2 separate regions of the Sus scrofa genome follow, and region 1 is linked to region 2. The links are chromatin contacts, called in public HiChIP or PLAC-seq maps. All regions are on one chromosome and are shown on one strand. The core of a region is the stretch at or near the end of the contact, and the rest is flanking DNA. Distances in the headings are between cores, read along the strand shown.

The links. HiChIP or PLAC-seq counts read pairs in DNA pulled down with a chosen protein or histone mark.
Region 1: an H3K27ac HiChIP or PLAC-seq map of alveolar macrophages shows a contact between it and region 2. The contact joins two enhancer-like sites. A contact is called at or near these places in 2 of 2 datasets of contacts at active chromatin or transcription factors (alveolar macrophages and skeletal muscle).

Annotation. Positions count from the first base shown.
Region 1 is chr18:29,303,240-29,307,296 of Sscrofa11.1, forward strand. No RefSeq gene overlaps it. Among named protein-coding and RNA genes, the nearest start is that of ST7, 20 kb to the left of the region's middle. Within about 2 kb of position 1,867, at least 8 of the 83 cell types and tissues checked have an H3K27ac peak or open chromatin away from gene starts, as enhancers often do. A contact at or near this core is called in alveolar macrophages, where this site is marked.
Region 2 is chr18:29,174,585-29,178,698 of Sscrofa11.1, forward strand. All of the region lies in intron 1 of ST7 (suppression of tumorigenicity 7), which reads right to left. Among named protein-coding and RNA genes, the nearest start is that of ST7, 110 kb to the right of the region's middle. Within about 2 kb of position 2,282, at least 21 of the 83 cell types and tissues checked have an H3K27ac peak or open chromatin away from gene starts, as enhancers often do. A contact at or near this core is called in alveolar macrophages, where this site is marked.

The sequences.
Region 1 (4,057 bases), core at 617-3,116, 130 kb after region 2:
GTGTGGACCCCTGGTTTGAGCACTGTTTGGTGACTTGCTGCTGAAAGCATAACGGTACAAGAGTAAAAAGGTAGAGTGCAGGACCCTCCACGTAGCATTTAAATCTCTTGTTTTATTTAGAGTTCTCTCTCCCTCCACCAATGTGCCCTTATCTTACACACACACACACACGCACACAGTTTATAGGTCTTATTTGGTACCAAGAGCATGAAGAAAACCTACCTAAGCTAATATTCTTTCAATACAATCTCAAGATCTAGACTTTGAATGTAAAAATTCAAGGCTTTATTTGTCCTTGTTCCCAATTTCCTCTCCTTCCCCTTAGGCAATTATAGCTTTGTGCCTTTTGGTCTGAATAAGATTTGGGGAAGGAGGGATGAAGGAACATGAAGAAACAAAGTCATCAATACTTCAAATTGGGAGTTCCCATTGTGGCTCAATGGAAACAAATCCGACTAGTATCCATGAGGATGCAGGTTTGATCCCTGGTCTCGTTCAGTGAGTCGGGGATCCAGTGTTGCCCTGAGCTGTGGTGTAGGTCACAGATGCGGCTAGGATCCCCGTGGCTGTGGCTGTGACTACGGCTGTGGCGAGGCTGGTAGCTGTGGCTCCGACTGGACCCCTGGCCTGGGAACCTCCATATGCCTCGGATACAGCCCTAAAAAGTAAAACAAAAAAAAACAAACAAACAAAAACCTTCAAATTGATTCACCACAGAAAGGACCAAGGTAACACGAGACTGTTGTAGGTAACATGAATGGAATAAGCGCCTTGGTTGGAGAGGGGCAGGGAGGACTACTTTAGCTAGGTTGTTTGGGAAAGATGTCTCTGAGGAGGTGAGATTTGTTCTGAGACTTGAGGAGAAAATGGAGGCCATGTGACAGCTGAAGCAGGGGAAGTGGGGGTGAGCTGAGAACCAGGGGAGAAAGAACAGCATGTACAATGGCCCAGAGTTAGACAGCACTGAATACATTCCAGAAACAGAAAGGAGGCCAGTGTAGAGGGGCCAGGAGGGAAAGAAAGAAGTGGTACAATGCCTGAGGAGGCAGACAGAGGTCCTGTTAATAAGAGGGTGCTAAAGACTTTTAGTGAGGAAGGGAAACGACAAGATATGCATCATAAAAAAGACCACTCTGCTGTGGCAATATAGGAAATAGATTGGAGAGAAATAAAAGTAGAAGCCAAAAACCAGAAAGGTTGTTTCCACAGTCTAGGTGCTTTGCATTAGTGTGATGACATTGGGAGCAGAAGTGTTTCCTTTATACACATCACTAACTGGCATTTTCTTATTTACTTGCTTAGTGCCTCTCTCTCCCCTAGCTAGTAAGGAGTTTTATTGTCTAACCCTCTACTGCTTTGCCAAATACCTAAACAGTGTCTGCCAATGGGAGGAGGTGGAGAAAAATGTGTTAAACGAAAGAATTAAGATTTAAAAAAATAATTTAACCCTAATGGTGGGGTTCTGCAAAATTTTTTTTCTATAGCATATGTTGAAACATTACTCAGATCAGGAAACAATAGATTATGGGGAACATGAACTCTCTTAAATTGTATGATATGAAGTATGCATATGTTGAGAGAGCAAGAGAGAGAGATATGGATGTACAGACACACATGCATTTTTCTGAGAAGAGGGATCATGCTTTCCTAAGACTTTTAAGTGAGTCCTTGATGTCAAAGACAGGAAAGGCTGTACTCTGGCTTAAATATCTCAAAAAAAATTTTTTACAAGCATTAGTAGGCAATCCCCTAATTTATTACTAAGCATTTCCACATCATAAGTGTCCTTTCCTTAGACGGTAACTGAAACATTTATTTCCTAGAACTAGCACTATCCTGATGAGTAACAGCCAAGTCATGACAAGCCCAGGTGCTCCACGTGGTCTGACAAAGCACATGGTAGCCTGACTTCCGCCTTTTCAATATCTCTGGGAACTATTTGCCTGAAATGAGAACAGTGACACCTGCTGGTTTGCCTCAGGAACTGCCGCCTTAACCACTGGTGAAACATTCAGAAATATCCCACTCAAGCACATGTTCAGAAGCATAAACTGCTTTTCCTTTCAAGTAGAATTTTGAAACCTCAGTGACAGCATTTTTGACTACAAAATATGCCAAACATATAATTAAAAGGGAAAAAGCAGAGAGAGAGAAAAGTACTTGTAACCATTAGTAATGGTTTCTTATGTGGTCAAAAATGTTAGAAGTTTTGGTATCGGAAATGGCAGTCTTTCCCTTCATGACTTCTGAGAGCTTTTTGTTTGTTTGTTTGTTTTGGTAAGGTTTTCTTTAACTTAAGACTATTAGTTCCAAAAACATTCACCATTTGATCTGGCTAGATCTTCAGCCCCTTTGGAATTATTATTATTACTTATATATCAGATGGGATGGGAATAGGAGTAGGTCTCCACCTTTTAGTATTAGGTTAAACTGTACCTAAGAAGAAACAACAGCAGTGGCTTAAATAAGATAGGGGTTTATTTCTCTGTTAGGTAAAAGACTACATAGACGGTTCAAGCTGGTTATGGTAAAGAGTGAAAAATAGGGTTTATACACCATGTGTGCTTGGACTCAATGGCCCAAAGGGGTGGTAGTAAAGTTTCAGGGAAGAGGAAGAAGGAAAAAAGGGAGTACAGAGGCTCAGATCAGTTGGGAAGTTCCCAGGAGTTACCCTACAAGACTTTCACTTAACCAATTAGCCAACATTTAGTCACATAGCTCTTAGGGAAGCTGGGAAAAGTAGTCTTTACCTGCAAGAGCAGCTGAGCCACTAAAAAAAGGTTATTAGGGGGAAACTAGCTATTTCTGCCACATGTTATCCCTATGACCTATGCAAATGCACCTTTCTTATCATGCAGAGTAATATATCCCTCACCAAGGCAGACACCCCAAATACCCATCCGCTCAGTGCAGTCAAACTATAAACTGAAAGATGTTATCTGCTCCAGTATACCCACTGTGAAATGGAGACACAGGAATAGAATAATTACAATTCAAAAAATAGAACACACACACACACAGGAGTTCCCATCGTGGCGCAGAGGAAATGAATCAGATTAGGAACCATGAGGTTGTGGGTTGGATTCCTGGCCTCACTCAGTGGGTTAAGGATCCAGCGTTGCCGTGAGCTGTGGTGTAGGTTGCAAACATGGCTCAGATCTGGTGCTGCTGTGGCTGTGGCGTAGGCCAGCAGCTACAGCTCCAATTAGACCCCTAGCCTGGGACTCTCCATATGCCACGGGTGTGGCCCTCAAAAAGACAAAAAAAAAAAAAAAAAAAAAAAAAACGAACAAAACGGAAAATACATACTGCCATTGCTTATCAAATATCACTCTGAGGAAATTTCAAGGTGTCGTCACGCTGTCTGTAGGATTTGATCCTTGGTTAGTCCATGGGGCATCCCCTGATTCTGCTCTTCGGGAAGAACTTACCCATTCTCCCCAGGAAGGATTTTCATTTTCCGTCATCCTTCTTGGCTACAACTGGGATTGCACAGCTTTCAAAGCTCACTGTAGTTGATCAGGGTGACCACACGTAGCAGTTTGCCTGGAATAGAACCTGGTTACACATGATATCAATGTAATTATTAGTTTCCCTTTCTCTCTCAACAGTATTCTGGTTTGGGTAATAAATTACATAATCACCTCATTCTTGAATTCAAATGACGAGGAACTGAATTCTGCCAACCACAAGTTTTAGATGAGGTCGCTGCCCCAGACATCACCTTGAGCTTAGCCAGGTGAAATCCTGAACAGACCACCCAGCTAACATGTACCTGGACACCTGACCCGTGGAAACTGAGAGACAATGAACTCTAATTGTTTTTAGATGCTAACTTTGTGATAATCTGTTACACAGCAACGGCAAAACTAATATAATTTCTGAAACAGTGGGCTTGGATGGGAAGGCAGTACTCTTATCTCTATCTTCACTCTTGTCTGATTGATGTCATCACTTTGTACCTGCAATCTAAATTACAATGAGAGAATGAATGATCCTGACAATGCACGTGGGAACATTTTTGGATCAGTAATTAGTAAACCGCAATCCTGGCAAG
Region 2 (4,114 bases), core at 1,032-3,531:
TTAGGATGGGAATAGTTATTTACTTACATAGAACCAATGTCTTACAACTATGAAACCCACAATAATATATCATGTTTCTCTCCCTCTTACAGCATAAACTATTAGACCTGCTAAATTTTCTAAAGATGAAACAAAAATACTAATTTATAAGCATGAAATAAAAAACAAAGCAGCTTTACCACCTTAAAGAAAATAACTCTATACTCTGCATCCCAGCTCAGCCAACATCCATGCAGTGCTGGATGCTGAATGAAATGTCACTGCGTAGAATGTAAGGGAATTTAAGAGACTTTATTAGAAGCCTCCTTGCTAAGACAATTGAAGAAAAGCACTGGAAGGTAACATCTGAATTATCTGCTCTGGGTATAACAAAGAGTCTCTCTTTGACCAACCTTAAGTCAGGTTCCTCAGAATCTTCTTTCTGAGTAGGGCTCCATTTTTAGACTGGCATGTTTTGCCTTTACATCATCCAACTTGAGCAAGAATCCTACTAAGTAGATTCAGAATCCCCCACCCTTGATATCTGATCACCCTAAATATCTGACCAAATTCTTCATCCTCCATCATCCCCCAGATGATAGCTGATTACCCTGATGAGACTTTAGCAAGAATCCTTTAGGTCAGTTCAGCGAAAAATTACCCTCCCTTCTTAGTGATTTTTCTAACTACCAACCGTCCCCTTACCCCCAACCTATTCTTTGGCTATACACCCCCACTTTTCCTTGTTGTGATCAGAGCTGGGCCCAGTTCTGTACTGAGGTCTCTTTCTCCCTACTGCAATAGTCCTAAATAAAATCTGTTTTTACCAATTTAACTCTTGACCAGCTCTGTTTTTTGAAGTTTTGTTTGTTTTGTCTTTGACATCTTAGTCATTGTGCCACTCTGGAAAATAGTTTGGCAATTGTTCAAAATGTCAAAGATAGAGTTACCACAAGACCCACCAGTTCCACTCTTAGGCATATATCCATAAGAACTGAAAAGATATGTCCTTGCAAAAACTATAGTCAAATGTCCATAGCAGTATTATTCATAAAGCCAGAAACTAGAAACAACCCAAATCCCCATCAAATGATGAATAGATAATGAAATGTGGTATCGCCATAAAAAAGAATAATATTCAGCAATAGAAAGGAATGGAAGGTCCATTCCTACACTACATGGATGGACCTTGAAAACATTACACAAAATTAAAACAGGTAGTCACAAAAGACGATATTGTATAATTCCATTTACATGAAATTTCCAGAATAAGAAAATCCGTGGAGACATAAAGTAGATTAGTGGTTTTCAGAGGATGGGAGGAGAAGAAATGAGAAGTGACTGTAATGGGTACTGAGTTTCTTTTGGGGGTGATGCAAACATTCTAAAATTAGATAGTGATGATGGTTGCACAATGCTAGATACACCAAACACCACTGATTGCACACTTTAAAAGCAGAGATTTTACTCTATGTGAATTATATTTCAGTAAAGTTGTTTTAAAAAAAAACAAGTCATTGCCACATGGAGTTCCCGTCATGGCTCAAGAGTTCCCGTTGTGGCTCAGCAGAAACAAATCTGACTATCATCCATGAGGATGCAGGTTTGATCTGGGCCTCGCTCAGCAGGTTGAGGATCTGGTGTTACCATGAGCTGTGGTGTAGGTCTCAGATGAGGCTCAGATCTGGCATTGCTGTGGCTGTGGCATAGGCTGGTGACTACAGCTCCAATTTGACCCTCACCCTAGGAACCTCCACATGCCGTGGGGGAGGCCCTAAAAAGACACACACACACACACACACACACACACACACGTCATTGTCACATTTGTTTGTTCAGTAGGTATTTGTTGAGGGCCTACTATATGCAAGGCACTGGGAAAATAACAATACGCTGACATGGTTCCTGCCCTCCCAAAGCTTATAGTCTGTGGAAGAAGTCTGGATTTAAACCATGGTTCACAGTCTACCGCAATCTGGGAAAGTACCTTACCTCCTCATCTATAAACAGGGTGAAAGGCAGTACTCAGTGGCTGACACACTGAAAGAGCTCCCTAAATATTAGATATTATTAAGTGACTATAAGGGCAAATTATAAATACTGGAGAGAGAAAAAAAGTAAGAGGACTTGTTCAAATAGATAAATAAAACAAGAGGGCTTAGGTTGGGAGGTTAGAGAGGGTATCTCTTCAGGAAATGACATTGGGATTGAAACTTGAAGGATCAGCTAGAGGTAGAAAGACAAAGAACTGCAGACAAAGGAAAGCACAAGTACAAAGGTCTTGAGGCACAGGAGAGCTTGAGGCGTTCCAGGAACTTTGTGTGATCAGCAGACACTAAGCAAGCGAAGGAAAGATAAGCAGGAACCAGAATGTGCTGGGTCTTGTAATCCAAAATAAGTATATATTTCCAAAATAAGGTCAATGGAAAATCACTGAAGGCTTTTAAGCAGAAGGATGACATGTTCCAAACTGCATTTAAAAAGATCCCTGGCTGCTATGACAGGGAAGAGCATGCAGTCAGAAGGCTACCACTGTGTTCCAGGGGAGAGAGAACGGTGACTTGGATTACACTGGGGTAGAGATCCGAATGACCTTAGCTGGGCTGAGGCACACAGAAATGAAAACAAGGATTTACAGCAGAATCCCTTCCACTCTGTTCTAAGCACACAGCCTGTACTAGATGGAACACCAAAGGAAAAGTGAACAAGACTTAGAAGCAAGTGTACCACACCAGACTTGAACCCAAAGGCCCTCAAAGCCCTAGTTCAACTGCCAACCAGCTATGCAATCTTGGCAAAAACTTCCTCCTTGAGCCTCAGTCCCTTATCAGTATAATTTGAACAGCATCTCTACCTCACAGGGTTATTCTAAGACTTAACTGATTTATGGGACAGTACCTGCAGAGAATCAGGCAGTGTGCCCTCTAAGTGCTAGTCAATTTAAGAGATAAACCCAAAACAAAAGCAAAACAAAAAAGACTGTGATTAGTTATTTGTTTCTCTTTAAGGTCAAGCTGGTTTTTGTTTTGCTTTGTTTTGTTTCATCAAGTACCCATTAAGCTTCTTCAATATACTGGGGCCTATAGAGAATAAGGCAGAATCCAAGGCACTTACTTGCTCGGAAACCCACACAATTGTTGCAGAAAAGTCTTTTCCCAAAGACAGATCTCTGAGGAGCAAATTTTTTTGTTGTTTTTTTGTTTTTTGTCTTTTTGCCTTTTTAGGGCTGCACCTGGGGTATATGGAGGTTCCTAGGCTAGGGGTCCAATCAGAGCTATAGCTGCAGGCCTATGCCACAGCCACAGCAATTCCAGATCCAAGCTGCGTCTGCGACCTACAGTGCTGCTGACAGCAACACCAGATTCCTAACCCACTGAGCGAGGCCAAGGATCAAACCCGCAACCTCACGGTTCCTAGTTGGATTCATTTCCACTGCGCCACAATGGGAACTACCACAAATGTTATTTAAAGAAAGCTCTTCCCTAAAAAAGCCCAGGCCAGGGACTGCACAGACATGGAGAAAGCAGTAAACATTTTGCTATACAACAGGCTTATAAAGCAACCAATATAAGGGTTGATGTTAAGAGATATTTAGCAAAGTTCATGACAAAATTATCCTGTTTTATGTTTAAATTTCTGCTGAAAAGGTTATACCTGAAATTTTACTTGAAAATCACAATACTTTGGTCTTGCTACCGGTGAGGATACCCCTGTACACATTAGAGTCTGCACCTTTTCTGAAGTATATACTGTAGTAAGGGTACACCTGGGATTTTTCTCAAGTTAATTAACTGGTTATTAAAAAAAAAAAGAAAGAGAAAAAAAGTGAATTCTTCCGAGACTCTTCTGGAAGCCCCTGATAGAAGCACGTAGGGAAATAGTTTTTTAATTACCTTGATAGTTCATTAATGTTTTTGCTGACTTATAATAATTATATCACATTCATTCTTAAAATTCTTCTAAGAAAGCATTAACTAAAGGAAAAGCAAAGGGCTTTGTGTTTATTTACCAGTATGTTAAACCAGAAAAAGAAAAAGAAAAAAAAACCCTTTCTCATGTATGTTGTCCCATAAATTTTTACCTTCAAAGGAAAAATATTTGTTTTATGGTATAATAAAATACCTTATTAAAAAGT